Regions from separate parts of the Mus musculus genome. Here all the other regions are linked to region 1. A link is a contact called in public Micro-C and promoter capture Hi-C data. All regions are on one chromosome and are shown on one strand. Each heading gives the region's core, a stretch centred on a gene start, on an enhancer-like site or on the middle of the called end of the contact. The rest is flanking DNA. Distances are from core to core; before and after follow the strand shown.

The links. A called contact is a pair of places that touch in the nucleus more often than the background predicts. Capture Hi-C pulls out chosen DNA fragments and counts their contacts.
Region 2: a contact with region 1 is called in a promoter capture Hi-C map of liver. The contact joins the promoter of Saxo1 here to the promoter of Dennd4c in region 1. A contact is called at or near these places in 11 of 39 promoter capture datasets (the 3T3-L1 cell line, 3T3-L1-derived adipocytes, the HPC-7 cell line and 6 more), 1 of 484 Hi-C or Micro-C datasets (rod photoreceptor), 1 of 115 datasets of contacts at active chromatin or transcription factors (bone marrow-derived macrophages) and 2 of 9 other capture datasets (adipose tissue and liver).
Region 3: a Micro-C map of embryonic stem cells shows a contact between it and region 1, with 2.0 times the contacts expected there. The contact joins the enhancer-like site here to the promoter of Dennd4c in region 1. A contact is called at or near these places in 4 of 484 Hi-C or Micro-C datasets (differentiating embryonic stem cells, embryonic stem cells and liver), 1 of 115 datasets of contacts at active chromatin or transcription factors (embryonic stem cells) and 2 of 9 other capture datasets (adipose tissue and liver).
Region 4: a Micro-C map of embryonic stem cells shows a contact between it and region 1, with 1.8 times the contacts expected there. The contact joins the enhancer-like site here to the promoter of Dennd4c in region 1. A contact is called at or near these places in 3 of 484 Hi-C or Micro-C datasets (differentiating embryonic stem cells, embryonic stem cells and liver), 2 of 115 datasets of contacts at active chromatin or transcription factors (both in embryonic stem cells) and 3 of 9 other capture datasets (adipose tissue, liver and pancreatic islet).

The regions. Positions count from the first base shown.
Region 1 is chr4:86,745,610-86,751,356 of GRCm38.p6, forward strand. It overlaps Dennd4c (DENN/MADD domain containing 4C), which reads left to right and starts at 2,946. Exons shown (of 32, transcript NM_184088.1): 1 at 2,946-3,303. Gm6521 (predicted gene 6521) reads right to left here and starts at 3,795. Exons shown (of 1, transcript NR_168733.1): 1 at 1,916-3,795.
Region 2 is chr4:86,555,161-86,560,907 of GRCm38.p6, forward strand. It overlaps Saxo1 (stabilizer of axonemal microtubules 1), which reads right to left and starts at 3,143. Exons shown (of 4, transcript NM_001081096.1): 1 at 2,815-3,143. The coding sequence starts at 2,855. Saxo1os (stabilizer of axonemal microtubules 1, opposite strand) reads left to right here and starts at 3,284. Exons shown (of 2, transcript NR_131920.1): 1 at 3,284-3,605; 2 at 4,337-4,644.
Region 3 is chr4:86,928,052-86,933,798 of GRCm38.p6, forward strand. It overlaps a transcript of Acer2 not described here. Among named protein-coding and RNA genes, the nearest start is that of Acer2, 57 kb to the left of the region's middle. Within about 2 kb of position 2,675, at least 116 of the 459 cell types and tissues checked have an H3K27ac peak or open chromatin away from gene starts, as enhancers often do. A contact at or near this core is called in differentiating embryonic stem cells and embryonic stem cells, where this site is marked.
Region 4 is chr4:86,909,475-86,915,221 of GRCm38.p6, forward strand. It overlaps Acer2 (alkaline ceramidase 2), which reads left to right. Exons shown (of 6, transcript NM_139306.3): 5 at 2,142-2,279. Among named protein-coding and RNA genes, the nearest start is that of Acer2, 38 kb to the left of the region's middle. Within about 2 kb of position 2,712, at least 64 of the 459 cell types and tissues checked have an H3K27ac peak or open chromatin away from gene starts, as enhancers often do. A contact at or near this core is called in differentiating embryonic stem cells and embryonic stem cells, where this site is marked.

The DNA.
Region 1 (5,747 bases), core at 1,696-4,195:
TTCTTCTTTCTCTTATAAGTAGGAAAAGGTTTTGGCATTTCTGTCTTAGTTAGGGTCACTGTAAGTGGCCAAAAGCAATTCGGAAAGGAGAGGGTTTATTTGGCTTACACGTCCACACCACTGTGCATTGTTGGAAGAAGTCAGAAGAGGAACTCAAGAAGGTCTAGAAGCTGGAGGCAGGAGCTGATGTAGAAGCCTTAAGGAATGGCTTGCTCCCCAGGGTTTGCTCAACCTGTGTCCTGGCTAGTTTTATGTCAACTTGACACAAGCTAGAGTCATTGTAGAAGAGGGAGCCTCAGTTGAGAAAAGCCAGCACACTGACTTTACTGCTTTTAAAGGGTCTCATAGTTTTAATTTTTATTTATATGAATGGTGGTATGCCTGTGGGTGAATATGTACATGTATGTATGGGTAACACTGGAGGCCTGAAAAGGCTGTGTCTTAGTCAGAGTTTTACTGCTGTTAGCAGACACGGTGACCAAGGCAACTCTCACAAGGACAACATTTAATTGGGGCTGGCTTACAGGTTCAGAGGGTCAGTCCATTATCATCAAGGCAGGAGCATGGCAACATCCAGGCAGGTATGGTACAGGAGGAGCTGAGAGTTCTACATCTTCATCTGAAGGCTGATAAGAGAAGACTGGCTCCCATGTGGTTAGGAGGAGGGTCTTAAAGCCACATCCACACTTCCTCTAACAAGGCCAACCCTCCAAATAGTGCCACTCCCTGGGGCAAGCATTTTCAAAGTACCACAGGTAAGTCATCTCTCTAGCATCTGACCTTCTGATTTACAAGTCCCAGAGAATGGGGGATGGGGAGAAGGGGAGGCCCTTTCAGTGCCTGAGGGCTAGTGATATGCAGCCATCAGAGGGACAGATCCAACCTAGGGTCTCACTCTAGCCGAATAAGTTCTCTCCTATTAAGTTAAACCCATAGCTCCGATTAAACATTTTGGAAGCCTTGGTGAGGAAGTAGAAGAAGTCCACAAGTTGGTTGGACAGTGGTGGCGCACACCTTTAATCCCAGCGCTTGGGAGGCAGAGGCAGGTGGGTTTCTGAGTTCGAGGCCAGCCTGGTCTACAGAGTGAGTTTCAAGACAGCCAGGGCTATATAGAGAAACCCTGTCTCGAAAAAAACCAAACCAACCAACCAAACAAACAAACAAACAAAAAAAGAAGTCCACAAGCTAGGTTTTCAAATATGAATGTGTCCCTTAACGTTTCTGCTGGCTGGACTGTTAGGATGCTTCCAGGGCCCTAGATCAACTCCTAACTATTGTTAATGGAACCATATTTATATCACTGTTTCTTCTTGAATCAATTCTGACTGCGAATGTGGTTAGGAAAATGGTGTCTGCTATAGAAGTCAAAAGCCAAAACTTTTCAAACCTGCAGTTAACTTCAGAAATAGACAACCAGGCACATATCAACCAGACTTAACATTATTACACTTGTTAGCAAAAACCGTGAGCAAATGAAAGAGAAACTCTCAGCAAAGTGACCACTATGAACACGGGAGTTCACCCGCTACGCACACATATTTAAAATAATTTAATGAACTTTTTGTTTTTCGAGACAAGGTTTTTTTTTTTCTGTATAGATAGCCCTGGCTGTCTTGGAACTCACTCTGTAGACCAGGCTGGCCTCGAACTCAGAAAATGCCTGCCTCTGCCTCCCAAGTGCTGAGATTAAAGGAATGCGCCACCACTGCTCGGCTTAATGAAATTTTTAACAGCATACAAAGAAAAGGGTTTCACTAAGACATGCTCAAAAACATCAGTCACTTTTGTTCTACTCCCCCCCCCCCCAGCCACCCCTGCCGCCTAATCTGTCTTTTGCCAAGAGGAAAAAAGTTGTAACTTATTTTAAGCTATTTGTTCCTTGAAAAATTGATACCCTAAAAAAATTGTCACCAAGTGGTAGCACAAGTCTTTAATTCCAGCAATGGAGGGTGAGTGTTTAAGGCCAGCCTGATTTACAAATAAGACTTGCAGGAAATGCCAGGGCTAAATAGTGAGACCCTACACACCACCTTACCTTCTGCCAAACAAACAAAACAAATTAAAATATTTTGTCAAAATTTCATTACAGTGAAGACTCTCCAATTCCGTCCTTCAGTACCTGCAGAACTGAAAATTGGGTGCTAAAGAGATTATTATTTCAGAGTACTTGCTGCTCTCTTTAGGACCAGAGTCAAATCCTCAGCACTCTGTCCTGAGGCTCACAACCATCAGCTTCAGAATGTTTACCTCGAGATCTAGGTTACCTTTGAGAGGCAGCAAATTACGATTATCTAAACTAAAGAGTTACTCGTTTGGCGTTATCAAAATCTGGATAGAAGTAGAGAAAGACAACGCAGCTAAGGTCTCTCAGAGGTCTTTGGATGGCTTAGAGAAGGGCAGCCCTCCAGTGTCACTCAGACTTTGGGGTCACACAATTATGGGTGGAACTTCCAGCCTCTACTAAAGAGAAACTGCAAGTCTCTCTAGGCTTTTTTTTTTCTTTCATTGACCTTGAGCTATTCTAAGTCACTTTCTCATTCTCTGAAAACCTGAGCCTGGAGAGGCGGTAGTCACCTGCCACAGGCAACCGCAACAAAACAAAACAAAACAAAACAAAACAAAACAAAACAAAACAAAACAAAACAAAACAAAACAAAACACCGCAGAACAAACAGAAAGGTTACAACTAGCGCCAGGAGAGCTGGAGGACTCTCGCTTCGGCGTCGGGATTCTAAGGAGCGCCCCGAGGTCCGCCAGAATTCTGCCAGGAGGAGGGCGCTCGCGGGGCGGGGCACAAGCGCAGAGGCGTGGCCTGAGCCTGAGGCTTGGTAGGAGTCTGGGGGCGTGGGTCAACCTCTGGGTGGAGCCCAACCACAGGGGCGTGGCTCTAGCGGGGCGGGTCCGACCTCGGACCCCACCCCCCGCGTCCTTTCTACCGCCCCCGCAGAAGGAAAGGGAGAGGGACGGAGGGAGGGAAAGTGGTGTTCTGTGGAAAAGAGCGGAAGGAAGGGAAGGCAAAAAAGAATAGGGAACAGAAACATGGCGGTCTGTGGTCCGGACAGTCTCGCCCCGGGCAGTGCCTAGACGTCGGTCCTCCCGCAGCGCCCGCGGCCCGCGAGCCCTTCGGTCGGCAGTTGCCCTCGCTGCAGGCTGTCCCCTGGAGACCCGGCCGCGCGGAGGCGCAGGCGCAGAGGGGCCCCGGAGTCCCGGCCCTGCCAGCGGAGGGTGCCCAGGCCGCGTAGCCGGCGCTTTCTCACCCCAGGAAGCTCCGGTGTCGGACAGTCGCCGACTGGGCCGGCGCAGGTGAGTCCGCACCGCTGCCCTGCCCGATTCCTCCCGCTCCGCCAGGCCGCTCAGGTAGCGTGCGGGACCGCGCGGGAGGAGGGGAGCGGCCGGCTGGCCTAGTCGCTGAGTGAGTGGGCGGGAGGTCCCCGGAGCCCGCGGGCTGCCGTTCGGAGAGGCTGCGGCCGGAGGGCCTCGAGAGGATCGACTCGGTGCAGGGACCGGGCCTGGCCTCTGCCGCCGGGGTGAGGCGGGAACCAGGCTCTCCGGCCCTGGCCCGGCCGGCGGGGTGCTGAGCGGTGGCAGCTGGGGTGGAGCGTAAGGATCCGTGGACGCTGCGGAGGTGGAGGTACCGGGGTGCAGGCAGGTGCCGCAGGTGAATCCAGGGCATTTCCTCCTCTGCCGGACCGTGGCTGATGTTTAGGGCTGCTTTGTTGGGGATAACTTATAGGAAGGCTCCATTCAGCTCTGGAGTGACTAAACTCAAATAAAGCCAACTAATGAGCCCCTAAGTGCTGACTCTTGTAAGAGCCGTAACTTTAAAGCATTGGAGATGCTGTCACCTCTTCCCCCTCCCCTTTTTGTGATTCGTAGGCCGTTTCCCTCCCGAAGAATGTGCTTGGAGAGAACAAATAAGGAATGACCCAGTTTTTAAAATGCCGCCCCCCCAACCCCCGCTCCCCTTCAAATTTCGTTGGTTTCACACGGGAAAATTTAAGGCAGTTACTGTAGTTACTTGAGCAAATGTGAGAGAAGGCGTCATTCCTGCCTACTGAGAGCACAACTTGCTGTGCGATTTTGTCTAGAGAGGTCATGCACTGTAGTCTGAGCAGTTGACGTACTTAGGCTACTTAATTGTGTGCAAACTCGAGTCCCTAGAAATAGGTCTTGCCGTCTTATCTCCATGCTTCCAAGAAGCAAGCTAGAAAAGATCCTTAGGTGTAGTGTCCTGTTGGCCAGGTTTTCAGTAAACATTTCATTTGATTTGATAACCATGTAAATATACTAAACTACCTCGAATCTAGAACTCATTATGTGACTTTTTTGTTAAAAAAAATTTGCAAAAGGAAAACTTTTTATCATAGTCATTATAACCATAAAACCCACTATATTTTCTGCTTTGCTCTCAATATTAATGTTAAAAAGTTAGCAAACTGCCTTCTTGATAAGACTGGGAACTTAGAAATCTCAGACATAATCTTAGATTTGTGCTCATGAATATGACCTGCCTCTTACTGGATTGCTCTTTTAGTTAGTGGCAATAGGTTTTCTGCTATTCAGTCCACTCCTTTGACCATTTACTATTTATAAAGAAATGGATTGAGATTAAGGGGTCTAATCCTCTTTATTACCGGTCTTGGAGAAGTGATCCCATGTCATTTGATTTTTGGCCAGTAGTACCTTGCTTGGAGTATAATTGTTTGTTTATTTGAATAATAGAAAAGATGTGTCAGAAATGTTGATGTTTTGTATTTTAATAATTTACTCCTGTGTAATTTGTAAACGAGTGCATTCTGGTGGGAATAAACACAGCGTTTGTAGTATAAACTTGAGCTTGTAGCTGAAGAAATTTGTGGAAAAGTTGTGGGTGGAGACTATTCTTAAAAACAAATGTTTTAAAGTACAAGGAACTGCCGCGTTGTGTGGGCTGTGACAGTTGAGGATGGCAGGTTTGGATGGTTATTTGGGCAAGAGCTCTGTCTAAGGAAACACATACTGCATCGTAGGAACCGGCAGTTTGTAACTTTTGCATGGTAAGTAATGACAAGGCACTTTTGCTTTTTTGTGTACCTGCCAGTTTAGACTGAAGCATCTCATATTTTCATTGGTGTTCCCTGCTAAGACAAATACCACATTGGTTTCGCTGCTCACTTTGAAAGCTACATTTTTGCCTTGTTCTTGAACCTTAGCTACAGGTTGTAAAGGGAAAAAGAAAGCAGCTGCGTCAGTGGCAGTTGTCGCCCTCATCCGACTGCTCTGATCTGAAAACAGAGTGTCTGTTATAACTTGAACTTCTAGTAGAAAATGCTTGCAGAAAATTTAGGACACAAGTTTTCATAACGCATGAATTAAAATGTTACCTTTTTAAGGACTGTGCTGCACAAGCCATGCCTTCTTTCAGATGGTCTGTGTTATAGATTTGTATCAGTGGGATGCCTTGGTCGAATGGGAAGTTTCTTTAGCAGTTAAACTTTGGGAAGCCAGGTGTGGTGCTGCATTCTTGAAATCCCCCCAGCACTTGGAAGGTGGAGGCAGGATGACTGTGTAGAAGTGAGGCCAGCCTTTCTACCCAGCATTCCATGACAGCTTGGGTTAAGTGGTGACACTGTGTTTAGAAGAAACAACAGAGCACCACAAAAGACAATTGAAAATCAGGGAGGAATGCCCTGTATGATAGCCTAGGAAAAGAGGTCTTTTAGCATCATGGTATAAGGAATTCCAAGTTTACTTTATTATTATTATTT
Region 2 (5,747 bases), core at 1,893-4,392, 190 kb before region 1:
TAAAATTCAAGTAAACTTCTGAACCCCAAAGGATTTGTTAGACCAGCTGACGCGTCTATGAGGATTGACTGAGAAAACACTGCCATCTGGTGGTCAAACTTAAGAACTTGCTCTTTAGCAGCTAGTTCCCAGCAGAAAGACTGTTTTGTTTTTCAATTTTTTTTTCTTTTATTGGATATTTTCTTTATTTACATTTCAAATGTTATCCCCTTTCCAGGTCTCTCCCCCATCCCATCCCTCCTCCCCTGCCTCTATGAGGGTGCTCCCCCACCTACCCACTCACTCCCGCTTTCCAGTCCTGGCATTCCCCTACACTGGGGCATCAAACTCCCACAGGACCAAGGGCTGCTCTTCCCACTGATGTCCAAAAATAGAGGCCTTCCCCCACTGATGAGTATCATGTACTACAGGTGAGATCATATTTAAGGAGCTAGCCATGGTGACACATGCCTACAATCCTGGCAGCAGCAGGGCTGAAGCAGGAGAATCATGAGTTGAAGGCTAACCTGGACTACATAACAAAACTCAAAAGCCAAAGAAACGCTGGGAATAGTAATATGGGCCTCTAATCCCAGGACTTGGGAAATGGAAACAGAAGAAACAGAAGTTCCCAGTTATACACAGTGTGTCCCAGGCCAGGCTGATCCGGGGTCTTTTGGAAGAGCAGACAATGCTCTTAGCTACTAAAATAGTTCTCCAGCCCTCAAGTGGCTGGAGGAAGTTGGGGAAGCCCTCAATTGTAATTCACTGAAGTAAAATGGCATCATGTGGCAAGCACTGGAGACAGCACCACTCCAGATTGTATGTCCCTAACGGACTCCACAGATCCCACCACCATCCTACAAAGGTGTGTTCTGACTACTCAACAGGTCAGTATCACAAAGCATACAAAAACAGAGCTTGGCTGTTCCAGAGCACACCATCACTAGATATGAAGCTGGCATACACATAGCTAAAAGACCATAGGAAGTGGGGTCCTACCTCTGTACTAGGTGGGGTCTATAGGACTGAGCCAGACGGGAGTCTTATAACATGAGCAAGATCTTAAAAGGTTAGGAGGCAGAAGAAGGTAGACGCATTTTCAAAAAGGGGAAAAAAGCAAGACAAAGGAACCATGAGTGGAGACCAAAAAGTTTGCTTTGAACTCTGAGATGCCCCATCAAAATCACAGGAAAAAAAAAAAAACTAAAATAGACTAAGCAGGCAGGAGGGAAGACTGACCAACATGAGAGTCAGACCCAAGGCACGTGACAGAACCGTAAAGTAGACACAGGAGGGGGAGGCAAGGAAGGCATGCCAGAAAGACTTTATATCCAGTGGAAGGAGCAACTTTGCAGGGTGGGGGAAAAAGAGAATCTGAGGACATCAGATAGGAATGGAGGTGTCATCTGACTCTACGTTCCTCACCCCTGATGAGTCCCCGTCTTCCTAGACTACATACTGTGCAAAGATGGGACTCAAAGACTTCAACCCCACTCTTCTGAGAGCAGAGATGGAGCCAGGAGTGATGCAAAAGGCCCCACAAGGAAGCAAAGTCTTAGAAAAAAAAAACAAACTGAATGTTCGGTAGTATGAAAAATTAGCCCTGGACACTGGCTGGTCCCACCTGACAAACCTCGAAAACAAGAGCCACACTTGTAGGTAGCAGAGCTCAGAATTCTGGGAAATGGCAGTATCTATCTGGAGTCTGCTGATGGGACTGTCCTTAGAGATTGCTCATGAACAGCTGGAGCAATGACACCTATTTTAAAGTTCCCAGTCCACTCTAATGAGCACTGATTCCTGAGAATTCAAAGTCTTCTGTTTTCAGAGTGTCCTCTTAACCTATTCTCCCAAATACAATAATTTTGTTATTTCATGTAACATATGTAGCTGTAAAATCCTTTGCAGATCTTAGGGTATTAACAGAATAGATAGAATCCATGTGCATAGACATACACCCTATCCCTTCACTTGTAATAGTCCTGTGAGGAGAGTATTCCTAGGGAAATTTGAATGGGGAGACGTTCGGTTCCTAGCCCAGATCCCACATTTAGTGACAACCCCAGAGGGCTAGTCCCCGAGGCCACTCCTTTCACTTGGTCTTAGCCAGAAGCCTGGGAAGCAAGTTTATGTACTGCCCCTTCTGCTATCCCCTGGCTGGCACAGCCCTGCAGTTCCCTAGCTGTCCTGGCAAAGCAGCCAGAAGGACCATCTCAGAGACCGCAGCCCAACGTTCCTCTCCAAAACCCTGCCTTCACTGTGCTTTGCACCATCATGGCCCTGAAGACAAGGGGCAGAAAGGCATCCTGCCCAAAAACTACAGCGAACTCGCCCCTGGATTAGCTATTTATTTCAACACTGCAACAGTTGGTGCCCGTGCACTATGGCTCCCAAAGTACCAATTTCTGTAAGTGAGAAACTCACCCACACAAAAGAACTATTGTTCTAACAATTGCAACAGAAGAAACAAGACCGGCCCCAGCCTGTCCAGGGTTTCCATCATGTCTTAACAGCATGTAGACAAGGCTGGGCCCAGCCCACTCTCAAAGTGCCTGAATCTCTACCCTGCAGAAAACACACACGCGCACACACACACACACACACACACACACACACACACACTACCTGATCAGCGCTGATTCGACATGTGTGCATCAAATATTAGTCAACAATGTTGCAGTTTAAAACCCGAATCCAGTGCGATGCTGCCTAGCGAAGCAGCGGGATGAAGAAGACACATCCTGTCTTCGTTCCAGGAAAGGGGCTTGGCACCCTAGGGAGTGTGAAAATCAGGCTCCCCTCCCCAGATTGCCCTTGGGAGGACTACCTTACCCGCAGGAGCACAGGTTGCAGATGCAAGTCCTCTTCCCCATCCTTCACCTCGGACTTTCCACTAAGGCAATCGCCTAGAGGATCCCAGCTGCCTGGGACAACGATCACACTTCTTCGGTGCCTTGACCGATGCTGTTTTGCTCAGAAGGAAACTTAGGTGGCCCTTTTGCAAAATTCTGTAGTCTATTCCTTTCCTGAGGCTGGCCTTGGGCAAACAGGCAGCACTTAGCACAGACAGCAAGCCAGGCCGGCTCACGTCTGTAAGCTGCTGCCACTGCGGCCAGTGGGAAGCACCCACCTGCCAGCACAGCCTGGCCCCTGCAAGCCACAGGGCCCAGGACTGAGTCCTCTATGACCTTCAAAGTCACAGAGGAGGGCATCTTGAGGTGGCAATGACATCATAAGGGCCTCCTGTGAGGTCAGACTTCACCTAGTATCTCACCTGGCAGACCCAAGACAGGGACTCTCCCACTGGAACTTGGAAGGAAGATGGAAGATACCTTGGAGGGCTTTAGGAAGCCTCCGAGTCCCAGAGTTAACCAACAGCACGGTCACATAATGCAAAGACAATGAAAAGTATCTTGTCGGGTGGCACTTTCCATCCCTAGGACACATTGTCCGTCTGGAGGAAATGCATGCCCGGACCTCCAGAATATTGACCCTGAATTCCATCTCCAGATCTTCCTGGAAAATCTATACCTGGCTGCCTGCATCTTGGAATTGCTTTCAACCACAGGCCTCTGCTTTTGAGAACAAAGCAGCATGAGAGGGTCCAGCCCTCTATTGCTCAGGTAATGACGCCTAGAAGCAGGGACGTCTCAAATGTTAGCAGCATCAGAACCTCAAGGCTTGACAAAAATCAGATTGCCAGACCCCACCCTGAGTTTGTTGTTTCTGAAATATGGGTTCCAGAAAACACGTGTCTCTTACAAGTTTTTAATGATGCTACTGATGCTGGCCCAGAGCCCACACTTCAAGGAGCGCAGCTATGGAGCTTCTATTGTGGCCTCTGACCTCTCTTCCCTAATATCTAAGCCGGTCCTGAAAACCACTGCAGACCTCTGCCCTGGAATCTCCTGTATCAAATAACCACCAGTCAGAGCACATGATGGCTTCAGCCTGTGATCCCGGCACAGACTGAGGCAGGAGGGTTGCTGCAAGGTCAAGGCCAGCCTGGGCTACAAAGTGAGACTTCACTCTATTTCAAAGCAGTGAAAACAACTATTCTGGGAATTGTGTTTTCACAAGATAGCAGCTTACTCTGACAATAAAACAAAGTCAAGGGCCTCTGCTCTCGAGCTGGGTGTGGCAGCACAAGTCTAGAATTCCAGCATCTGGGGCAAGGAGGCAAGTTCTGGGCTACATGGCTCTCCCTTTCTCAAAAGCAAGCAAAAGAAGTGCGGTAGCATACCATACAGTCTACTACTATAGGAGAATGTTTGGACTTAAACATTACTGTTTCTTTTTGTTGCTTTTATTTATTTTATTTTATTTTATTTTATTTTACATTTGCTTATCGCAGGTTCTGGGTAAAGAGAGCCATGTGGGCCAAGACTCATGTGGAGATCAGAAGACAACCTGGAGAAGTTGGTTTCCTCTTTCTACCATGTGGACCAGAGAGCTGGAATTGATGTTATCAGTGTGAGCTTCGAGTGTCTGAAGAGTCATGGATTGCAGCAGTGCTGAGCTGCTGTGTGCTCTGAGTTCTTTCTTCCATCGCAGACTAAAAACCGAAGTCAGCAAACCACTGCCAGCTGCTGGAATTCCACTGGTACCTGGTTGATAGGGCCCATACAGGAATACCACTTACTGATCAGTCTTAAGTACAGCAAAGTTATTTCTTGCCTTTCTGGTTAAAGGGAATATAGAAATGTGAAATGGGGAGGGAGGAAACCTCAGAGAAATGGGAGCTTTGGAAACCAAACCAAGACCTGCGCACCCTGTTCATTTTCAGGACAGGTCCATCACATGCACACACTGTTTATCACCAGAGACGGGGTCCACCATTGGAGGATGTTTTTGTGCAGTGTGCAAAGACTGCCCTTGTGTTATTCAGATGCTCATTTCTGAACCAGCAGAGATCTGATTTCAGGCCATATGTGGTATTGTTAATCATCTCCTGCCTTAGGATTTTGTAAACATTGTTCTCCATCACCTTATGAAAGCCGATGGCCTATAGCAAAAGTGGAATAGTTAGGTGGGACTGAGAGAGAGAGAGAGAGAGAGAGAGAGAGAGAGAGAGAGAGAGAGAGAGAGAGAGATTCTCTGGGAAGCCAGACACAGAGGAAGAAGCAGGCTGGGAAGGAAGGAGAGGTAATTAACCAGCCATGTGGCAGAACTGAGATTAGTATAATCTGGATAATTGAGTTATGAGCTGTAGAGAAACTACATCTAGCTATAAGGACAAAAGCTTATAAGTACATATAGTCTTTGTGTCATTATTCAGGAACTGGGACAGGCGTAGAAAGCCCACAGTTACAGGCTGTCATGTGCACACACTGTTCATTGCCAAGGACAGGGTCTACCATGCACACACACTGTTCATTGCCAAGAATAGGGTCCATGACAGAAGCCATTGAGAAAGGCTATGGCAAGCAAGGAAATTTCCTGGAGATGGCACACAGTTTTTGCATGGCTGCAATGGGTGCACTCTGAGAGGCACAGCCCTAGGGACTTTGTCCCTAGATTGCTTCTTGCTGCTGATGTTTTTCATGCCACTATTACATAGCCTACTGATTCCTGGGCATCAGCCCACCCTATGGGGCAAATTTCCTGCAGATCAACATGAAAATGGACTTTCATGAATTAATGCTGTTTAGATGAATTAATGACAATAGAATTCCTGATTTGATTCAGAAAATGTATGTATGTACATAAGTGTGCGTGTACACTTGTGAAATTGATGAAACAGGTGGTCTGGCCCAGCCACAGAG
Region 3 (5,747 bases), core at 1,425-3,924, 180 kb after region 1:
TGAGCAGGATTCAAGCAAGTAAACAAGCAAGTGCCCTGCTCTTGAAGTGGGACAGGTTGAGATTTTCGTCTCTCTGGGTGACCTGGCAGAGCCAAAGGATTTGTGTCCCCAACAGGAGGGGGCACAGATCTTAAGCTGGGAACAGGAGGGTCTTACTCCAGAGAAAGCCACTGGTCAACACAGGGAAACAAAACTGACAGAAACACATGGATATACACACATAAACACACACACATAAACACACACACACAAACACACACACACACACACACACACACACACACACACACACACACACACACACACACACACACACCAGGGGTGGCTACCACACAGTCATACAACTGAATAGGCAGAGGTGTGTCCAGTGACATCTCACATGGATCCTGGGCACTCAATCTGCAGCCCCATCTGACCTCTCCTATGTGTCCAGCCTGAACCGGCTTTGCTTCTGGAGGTGACAGACCAGGAGACTTTCTAATTTGTTTCCTTTTGGGCTGGAGGTGCCAGATTCATCCGTATGGCAGTGACTGATCAGAGTCCTGGGAACTACCCCCCTAGTAGCTCCTCCCATTGCATTCTTGCCTGATCTGAGAGGCTCTGGGGTCTTGGTGGGCCTTCCAGACATGTTGTGGGGGCATTCACAAGAGAAGACAGCTCACACGTAGATTTAGGCCAACTGAAAGTCTTGATTAGCTGGCTGACAAAACTACAGTGGATGCTCAGGACTCCACTGTAGTACTGACACTTTCTTGGGTGAACTTTTAAGTACAAAGGCCATGTTCTGGGTTGATACACTGCAGTTCCTAAGAACATTTAGCCTGAAGTGGAACTACAGAAGCCAAAAAAGCAAGGTTAGTATATCAGAGACTTTCTCTGAACTATGGACTTTGATGGCTTAGGTCTTTGTTTTCATTTTCGGCAGGTGGTGCTGTCTACATGCTGACTTTCACAGCCTGAATAGCATTTCCATCATGGAGTCAGTTATGCTAAGGTCTGGGGCCCTGTAATGATATGACTGACCATGGCCTGTAACACAGATTCAGGTTACCTGACTGACTGTGGTCTAGAGCACAGCATGCTGCCAACTAGCACACCCTCTGTGTGCCTGGGCCCACAGACACTTGTCATTTTAGTCAGGAAGCAAGTGAGCATGTGAGAAGGTGTGCTCTCGGGATGAGGTGATGCCTCCGTGGCAGTGGCTGGATGTGGGCAAGCTTTCCAATAAGCTGAAACTACAGCGTGCCCTGAGACCTACCTAACCTGGAAGAGCAGTGGGGAGCGATGTGAGCAAGAGTAGTCTGGCACCTCCAGACAACCCAGGCTCAGTCAGGATAACATCCCTACTGCTCCAAGGTCATTCCCCAGAAACTCTCACTGTGAGTTTCCCCAGTATCAGCCTGACTCTCTAGAATGGTGTCTGTGACCTTCCTGTACTTTCATAGAAGTTTCTCTTCCTACCATGGACGTGTCCTTCTGTTTGTCTTTGTAACTGGAGAGGAGGAGACTGTGGGTCCTTAAGTTTCTACAATCTAGCGACACAGAGTGACACTTGCCTGCCTCCTGAATTTGGGAGTGAGAGGTTCCAGGTGCTGGCTCACCTCACAAAAGGACTCTGAATGTGGGGCACCTGTTCTACTTCCCTGAGTCCATACACAACACCAACAGCCTGGTCAGTTTCTGTTCTAGAGATGGGAAACCTGTTAACTGTGCCCATCAAGGTAGAACAGGATGGGCCAGGCAGGGCTGGCCGCCAGCCACTGTAATGGCCTCTGAGGGTCAAGATCACCCATGAAAGCAGTGGGAAGAGGGGAGAGTTCTGCTCTGCTTGCCAAGCTGTGTCCTCGGTACTGGGAATGGTATGGAGAACCGAACAAGCATGTGACAGTCCCATGGGATAATTAGATTTGGTGGCCAATCCAGTGGCCTTAAAACCATCCTAATCCTGTCTCCCAAAGTTGCCTCCCCTCAGCCCAAATCAGGTTCCTCATTCCCACCAAGCATTTCTTCTTTGTCTGAAGTTTGAAGGGAAAGGGAGAAGGGAGGGGTGCCTTGTCTTACCTCCAGGGCCCGGCACAGCTTGGCATGCGTCCACATGGCGTGTTTGGGGAGATAGATCTCAAACACAGAGCATCATCTGGAGAAGTTCTAGCCAAACTTGTGTCAACCTGGCCCTTTGTCCCTCTGTGCAGCACCTCTGCTGCTGAAGTGTGACAAGGTGACAGGGCCACGAAAGTTCCTACTTTCTCTTCAAGCGAAAGAAAGCCGATGGAATAAAAGCACTTATGATGCCCAGACAACCATTGCCCGGGCTCTAGGCTTGCAAGATCCTCTCTCTGTGACTTTGGCAGGTTCTGTCATCTGTTTGAGCCCCTGAAATGGGGCTGGTGTCTCTGAAGAGGGGACTGTTCCTTTGTGTCACTGGCTTCACTGCATGTCCCAGGCTGGTCTGGAATTCACTGTGTTCCTGACTGGCCTCAGATTCTTTTTTTTTTTTTTTTTTTTAAAGATTTATTTATTTATTTACTTATTTATTTATTTAATGTATGTGATTGTTGGTATCAGGACCTTTGAAACCTGTGACGTCACATAGGCGGGACCTGTAGACTTGTTGCCAAGACAACAGCCACCATATTCCCAGAATCCACTTGGCTCACCTCCCACCTTTACCTGTGTTAGGTAAACATATATAAAGAAAGGCTCAGTTCTGGTAGGCGCCAGCCCCGGTCCCCGGAGGACTCTCCACGCCCGCCTCAGGTGCCCTAGTACACCCAGGATCTTGAGATTACTGGTGAGTGAAACACAACATCTGTTCCAAAAACCCCGGAGGGTCTTGTGCCAGCAGGAACAGGGACAAAGGAAACCCGCCCGACCAGCGGCTGGGGTTCGTTCATTCGGCGCCAGTCCTGCGCCATCTTGGGCGCGAACTCGGCGGGCCCTAGCACACCAAGGATCTTGGGATCACTGGTGAAGTGGAGCACAACATCTGTTCCAAAAACCCCGGAGGGTCTTGTGCCAGCAGGAACAGGCACAAAGGAAACCCGCCTGACCAGCGGCTGGGGTTCGTTCCCATCGGCGCCAGCCCTAAGCCATCTCGGGCGCAAACTCGGCGGGCCCTAGCACACCCAGTATCTTGGGATCACTGAGACCAGTCTATGCAGGAAAGCACGTGGGCGGCAGAAGTAACAGAGCTTCTTGGACAGGGTCCCTTCGGGCCTTCATCCTCAGCCAGGAGGCAGAGCTGAGACTCAACCCCTTGGCACCTTCCCTGCCAGAGGAGAGTTGGCCTCCAGGGAGGGCTCTAACCCTGGGACTCAGGACGTGGATCTGAGCTCCAGATCTGTGCACCTTCCCTGCAGGGGGAGGGCTTGCTTGCAGAGAGTGCTCTGACCACTGGGACTCCGGTGAGAGTTGGACTCCCAGTGATAGAACTTAGTGGGGAAACCTCCACTCAACTCCCGATTCGGTGTGCACACAAAAAAATCACGAAGGACCATCATCTTGATGTAAATACATGAGGACGTTTAATTACAGAGCTCTTGACCGACATGCATTCCACACAGGAGATAATGGATGTCGGCCACGAGGCTCGAAAGCTAGGGGGTTTTATGGGGTAAGGGGCTTAGGGGTGTGGAATTCAGCATAACGACACACTATTGGCTTATTCAAACATTAACAGAAAGATTACAGAGCATCAGGGCTTTGTTTCTGTGGGCTGGGGGCTTATCTTTGTTCACATAGCAACCAGTTGATGTATGACTTTACCTGGCGTCAAGGGGCAATAGACAGAGGGGAGGTTCCCGCCAGGTGGTGCCGACCCAGACAAGATAGCCCTGCTTGTACAATTAAGCTGTTCTTAGGACTGTCTTAACAACAGCCCTGTCTGTTCTGCTTTGTTCTCGGCCCCCGGCTGCCGGGGGTTCAAGGACAACTTTTTTTACATGAATCACAAGATACAAAATCTCATTTTCTTTCACCAGGAGTGCTGACAGAGGCTAACAGAATCACAGGAGGAACAAACTCCAGCCAGAGACAGCTCGAACATCTAACACCAGAGACTACCAGATGGCGAAAGGCAAACGTAAGAATCTTACTAACAGAAATCAAGACCACTCGGCATCATCAGAACCCAGTATGCCCACCACAGCGAGTCCTGGATACCCCAACACACCCGAAAAGCTAGACTCGGATTTAAAAGCATATTTCATGATGATGTTAGAGGATATCAAGAAGGACTTTAATAACTCACTTCAAGAAATACAGGAGAACACTGCTAAACAGGTAGAAGAACTTAAAAAGGAAGCACAAAAATCCCTTAAAGAATTGCAGGAAAACCCAACCAAACAGGTGATGGAATTGAACAAAACTATCCAAGACCTAAAAAGGGAAGTAGAGAATCTCAGGTGCAGAAGATTCCATAAAAAACATGGACACAACAATCAAAGAAAATAAAGGCTCCCCTGGTCTCCCTCATCTTCCCCTCCCTCTCTCCTCTTCCCCTCCCCCCTACTTCTCTTTCCACAGTCACCTTGCCCCACTCTCTCCCAATAAACCTCACATGGAACTGTTTGGCTTGGTGTGGTTCAAGATCATAACAGAGAGTACACCACTGCTCTCTCAGACACACCCGAAGAGGGTATCAGACCCCATTACAGATGGTTGTGAGCCACCACATGGTTGCTGGGAATTGAACTCAGGATCTCTGGAAGAGCAGTCAGTGCTCTTAACCGCTGAGCCATCTCTCCAGCCCTGGCCTCAGATTCCTGGTCTCTCTGCTTTGGCTCCCCAGTCTTCAGATTATAGGCCTCCATTCCCAGCTAGAAGCTAATTATATCTGACGTTGGAGGGCACTGACCAGTGGGCAGAGAAGCCTACTGTGAGGTTCGAAGTAGGAAGACTCCAAGGAGCCTTACTTAGATTAGATCCCACCCTGGAGCGATTCACTTGGTCCTTTCGCAGGGGGCTGGGTCAAGTGAAGATGGAAAACCAGGGTGCCCTGGTTTAGAGCAATTCGTGAGGCCTGGTTCCTTTCATAGCCGAGGCTTAGGCTAAGGGCATCAGGAACCCTAACCCCTTTCCTCTTGCCTTGGGATCTCTTTCCAGGGGGACCCCAAAGACTCCTTGGACTAAGTCAGAGAGGTCTGACTGTATACTGCGGCCGTTGGCCACCAGGTGTCACTAGTGGCTCTGCAGTCCAGGGATGGAGATGGCAGGTACCCTGTGGGAGCTGGGAACCCCTGGAGGGAGTCACTCCTGCCGGGTGGGATGTGGACTAGGACAATGTTAGGGACACCCAGCAAGTGTTCTGTACGGAGTGTGTGAGGAAAGCATGATGTGGCTCTGAGCCATCTGCCCCATGGCTTTCTGCCTTGGGTTATCCTAAGAGCTTCACCTCCCTCCTGCTTGCTCAAGAAGGGACTTTGGAACTCCTGCCCCAGTGGGCCTCCAGAGTGATCCCCCGGGGTAAGGAAATTGGTTTCAGTGCCTAGTCCAAAATCTGAATGCTTATTTTTCTCTGAGTCACTCATGGTCACCTGTGAGTGAAAATCTCAAAGGAGAGGTGAGAGAAAGCCCCTTCTTGGTCCTGCTTCGAGTGTGGCCCAGGTGGGTTGTCTGAGCCTGGCCCCAGGGTCTGTACTACAGAAAAACCTGGCCACACATTTTACAACTTTTGATTCTTGCTTCCAAAATGATATTTTAATTTCCTAATCCCTGAACGAACAGTAGGGTCTCACAGAGCCACTAGT
Region 4 (5,747 bases), core at 1,462-3,961, 160 kb after region 1:
TCTGTGTATTGTCTGCCGGTGGGTCTTTGTATCTGTTGAGTCTTTGCATTGCTGCATGAGGAAGCTTCTCTTATGATAACTAGGCAAGGCAAGGAATCTATGAGTATAACAGCTAGGAGTCATTTTATTGCTTTGTTCCTTTAGCAGAAAAGTAGTATTTGGTTTTCCCCTAGGTCAGTGGGCAAGGTAATCTCAGGTTCTTGGCCGCCCAAGCAATGTTGGATATGGGTTCCATCTGATAGAGTGGGTCTTAACTCAGATATTGGTTGGTTACTCCACATGCTTTGTGCCACTATTACTGATGGAAGTGGGGTGCGAGTTTGACAAAGTTACACGGAGCATCAGATCTCATGTGGGAGGTTGATTAAGGGGAAGAGGTACAGAGGCTGCCTCTGGGCATGGGGCGGGAAGGGGGGAGATGGGAAAAGATGGCTTTTAATCCAGGGCCTTGGCACATGCCCAAGAGGACATGTGACAGGGGTAACAATGTGTCACCTCTGGGCAGTTAGTGATGATATATCTTGTCACCAGGTCCCTGAGAGCTGGCTATGAAAATGCCTGATTGTTAGTCTCTTGGAGTCCCTCTTGGTTGTCCCTGATTACTAACAATTACACCGGCATATCTTGCAGACAGGTCATTCGTGTAGATTCTTGCAGAGGACCATCATCAGCTTGGAGAGGGGTTCCAAGGAAGGGGTGTCTGGGAGCAGTGGAAACAAACAACTTGAAGTCAGCTCGTGGGTCTGAGCTGGCAGCCTGTATTTGGCTGAGATGGCTTTCCAGACTGCTATCTGTGTTCTGCTCTGCTTCATGTTGTAGAAATTATTAAAATCCTGGCCCAGGGTTTCTACCCTGCCTTTGGTTATTGAGTTCACAGATGAAAGACACACTCACAGCCTATATGTTTACAGTAAGACCGAACTAGCACAATAGCTAGACAGCTGCCTACCCTCTATGTTGTTAGAATCTACTTTCCTATCGATAACCCGGAGCTAGCTTGCTTTCTTTCTCTTTCTTTTCTTTTCTTTTCTTTTCTTTTCTTTTCTTTTCTTTTCTTTTCTTTTCTTTTCTTTTCTTTTCCTTTCCTTTCCTTTCCTTTCTCTTTTCTTTTCTTTTCTTTTCTTTTCTTCCTTCCTTCCTTCCTTCCTTCCTTCCTTCCTTCCTTCCTTCCTTCCTTCCTTTCGTTCCTTTCTTTTTTTCCTTTTTTTTAATTTTAATTTTTTTTTTTTTAGTTTTTCGAGACAGGGTTTCTCTGTATAGCCCTGGCTGTCCTGGAACTCACTTTGTAGACCAGGCTGACCCCGAACTCAGAAATCCACCGGCCTCTGCTTCCCGAGTGCTGGGATTAAAGGCGTGCACCATCACGCTCGGCCTCCAGTGACATTCTTAACTCTAACAAGTCGCGCCTTCTGAACTTCCCAACCAGTACCAACTGGGGACCAAGTGTTCATTCAATGAGCTGGTCTCATTAAAGCCAGCACAGGCTTCCCAGGTGACTCTGAGCAGACACTTGAAGAGAAATGAAATACAAGGCTATGTGACGGCAGAACACTCTAATCAGAGGCCAAGCAAGTAGGAAGGCTGTAGGGCCCGTTCCTGCCAAGGCCTGGGGTGTTTGAGGAACAGTGTATCTACCATAGTGTGAGCAAAGGTAGTGAGGGCCAAAGTATGGAGAGAAAATGTCAAAACAACAACTCCAGCAACACAAACAAACAAACAAAACAAAAGGCAGGGGAGCCCACACATAGGGTCTTGTGGCCACACTGAAGGGAGGAAATGATGGGACTTGGACCCCCATGGCCAGAGGGCAGGTTTGGGGTGGATTCTGAAGGAAGAGCTAAGAAACTGGAATGTGGAGTCTGTAGGCAGGAGGGAAGACGAACTTCTATATTTTTATCTGCATTAGACATCAGGGCACCCTTTCATGATGGTAGGTGGCTCTATGTATCAGGAGTCAGAGCCTGTATGGAGAAGGTTATCGAGTCACGTGCATACATGTGATGTTTACATCTATGAGGCTGTCTTCAGAATGAGGCCAATGCTATGGAACTGGAGCAGATGAGAAGCTTTTAAGACCCAGGGGAGGTAGCCAGCAAACCCGGTGGAGACCAGCCCTGACTTTCTCTCCCTCTCCCTCGCAGGTGTGACAATGTGCGTGTGTTTAAGCTGGGCCTCTTCTCTGGCCTCTGGTGGACTCTGGCTCTCTTCTGCTGGATCAGCGACCAAGCCTTCTGTGAGCTGCTCTCCTCCTTTCACTTCCCCTACCTGCACTGTGTGTGGTAAGCTCCTGCTCTGGGGTGCTCCTGCCCCCGCGGTGCTGGTGTTGACCTTGGCGCCCTCGATAGCTGCAGGGCATCATGCTCCGGACCAGGAGCCCAGGTGGGCTCAGGGGAGGGGCACAGAGCCGATCCTTCTTCTTTCCTTTCCTCTCCTAAATCACACATTTTAGAAACAAAAGTAAGGCAGAATGTGAAAATGGCTCCAGGGAGCTGGTTTAGCCAGAACGAACCCTCCCAAAGACCTAATTGTTAGGCTGCACAGCGGGTTGGCAGCTCCTTAACCGTGCGCGGGAGCCTGAAAACTGAGTCTGGAACCTGAACTCCGATGTCTGGAAGGGTGATGGGGGAAGGGGAGCTGGGGCCTATGTGATGTGAGGGCAAGCTGGTTCTCAGCTGGAACCACGCCCTCAAGGCCCTGGAGGCCTGGTGAAGGCTTGGATTCTGCAGGTCATCTAGGGACAGTCACACCTATTCTTTTTACAGCTACAGATAAAGCCTCGGGGACTGAAGTCTGCTGTTGAACACTCACGCTGTTTGATCATGAGGGAATAGAGTATCTATATTTTGGGAAGCCTGGGAATGGCTCTAAAGTTCAAAGGGGAGAAAGTGGAGGCTACACAATCACATACAGAATCCACGCCCAGGAAGGGGAGGAAGCAAGGGAGGGGTGGGGGAGGGGTATCTCAGTGGCAGAACACCGGGTCGTCCTCCCCGCCCTCCCCCGCCCCCCGCCCCTGCAGCCCCCCCCCCCCCCCCACCGCCTCAAACTCCAGCAAAACAGGAGAAAGTACATGAGGAGGCCGGAAGAAGGAGTTGGAGCCTCTTGAACTGGAGTTACAGCCAGATGCGAGCCACCATGTAGGTGCTGGGAATCATCCTCTATAAGACCAGCAAGTGCTTTTAACCATTTAGCTATCTCTCCAGTCCCATGAAATAACTTTTGAATAACAGTTTTAAACAACATAGACATATAGAAAACGGCTCTCAACATTCTACTCCTCCAAGAAAGATAATTAACAACCTGAAGTATATCTTTGCAGATTTTTATAGTATACATACACATTTCCTGAAAAAAATATTTTGTCTCCTTTATTGCTAATGAAAAGTGAAGAAGAAAAGGACGGCCAGGCCTGGTGACATACACCGTCAATAGCACATTTAGGAGCTGGAGGCAGGCTAGCATCTGTGAATTAGAAGGTAACTAGGGCTACATGCTGACGTCTAGGCCCGCCGGCACCACATAGTTACATAACATCTCTGAGTTCAAATCCCAGCAACCACACGGTGGCTCACAACCACCCATAATGAGATCTGACGCCCTCTTCTGGTGTGTCTGAAGTACAGCTACAGTGTACTTATGTACAATAATAAATAAATCTTTAAAAAAAAAAAAAGAGCATGGACTGCTCTTCCAGAGGTCCTGAGTTCAATTCCCAGCAGCCACTTTCACTGCTCTCTTCTAGTGTCTGAAGACAGCTACAGTGTATTCATATACAGAAATAAATAACTCTGAAAAAAAAACCCCAAAACCCAACAACAATTAAAAAAACTTTATCTCTTCCATCTATCTACAGCCATGTACTTGCAAATTATTCTGTTTCTAGAAAACCACAATGGCACCTTTCTATAGGTAATGCAAGCTTATTCTAGTCTTAGGCCAAACTCCTGTCAGGCATGTGCCCAGGCCCACAGGCGCCCACATGCGCCCCACATGCCACACTGAATAGTTATGAATATGACCTAACGTGTTTGTGGATGACGACGTTCTGTTGCAGTACTAAAGGGTTAGATAACTCTGTATCTACTTCATGCCCACCCCTCCTTTAAGACAATGGTTTCTTATGTAGCCCAGGCTAGCTTTGAACTCATGGCATATGTGAGGATGATTTCCTGATCGTCCTACCGCCATCTGTTAAGTACTGAGATTCTAGGTATTTAGCACCACTCTCTGGGTTTATGCCCCACTGAGGATTGAATCTAGGGCTTCATGCATGTTAGGTAAGCACTGTACCAACTCGGCTCCACTGCTCACCTTCCCACTCTGCTGGGCATCACTCTTTACACATATGTGTGAGGGTGTAAAGATATCTGTTTATTACATATTACTATGTATATGATTATATGTTATGTATATGAATATATATATACATACATATATATATATATACATATATATGTATATATGCTTCATTACATGGGTGCTTTTAATTCACCTAGCCAATCTGTCTATTAATAAGTACCAGGTTCTTTGTGTGTACAAATGTAGGTGTGTGTTGCATACATGTGAACACATATGAACATATGAACATGTCCATGCATGGGAAAGCCACAGCAGGCATCTGTTTCTCTCGTCCACTGCTCTCTGCTTTCTTGCCTTCGAGACAGGGTCTCTTATTGAACCAGACACTTGCCTCTTCAGCTAGGCTGGCTATCCAGCAAGCTCCTAAGATCTGTCTAGCTGTCCTAATTTCTACTGAGTGTTTGCACTCGGGTCTCATTTGCAGAACAAGAGCTTTTTTTTCCTCCCACCAAACCATCTCTTGACCTCCATATTCTGTCATTTCTAATTTTTCACTTTTGTACACAATCTGTAAAAACATATTGATTCTAATCTTCATAGGTTAAATTGTAATATAAATTGCAAGATAGCAACACATTTTTCTATTTTTTTCTAAGACTTCGAGACTATAAGGCCTTGAACTGGGGATGTGATTTAGTTGTTGAGTGTCTGCCTCGCATAGGGGTTTGATCCCTAGCACTGCATAAACTAGGAGTACCAGTACAGGGTCACAATCTTAGTACCTGGAAGGCTGAGGCAGGGGATCACAAGCAAGTGGGCAGCCTGGATTAGAGTGAGGCCTTATTTTATCTTATCTGTCTGTCTTAGTATTCGTGTGTGTGTGTGTGTGTTTTGCTTTAAAATACATCTCACTGTGTAGTACCAATTGGCCTAGAACTCACTGTGCACACCAGGTTGGCTCAGATCCACAGAGAACTGCCTGCCTTTGCTTCCAAAGTGCTAAGATGAAAGGCACATGCTCCCGTGCCCAACTGTCTATTTCCTGTGTGAGAGAGTTTTACGTATCCCAGGCTGGCCTCACATTCACTCCACAGTCCCGAGTCTGGAATTACAGACAGGTACCACCATAACTGACTTTGCTTTGTTTACGTTGGCGGTGCCGGTCATCATGAACGCTAGGCGAGTGCTCCATCTCTTCTAGCCCAGTTCTTCTATTCCTTTTCTGAACTCTTTTAGGATGCTCAGCCCACATGCTTACACACTCGGGAGTTATTAACTGCTGTAAAGCTTTGCTAACCTCATAGGGAAAAAGATATGTTCTTATTTTTATGTCTTTAAAGACAGTGCCACCAGATATCTTTCAAAACATAATCTGAATGGTAGCTTTAGGATGTAATTTAATTGCAGTCTTTCAAATTTGCCACATTTCCTTATTCAAAGTATACCTT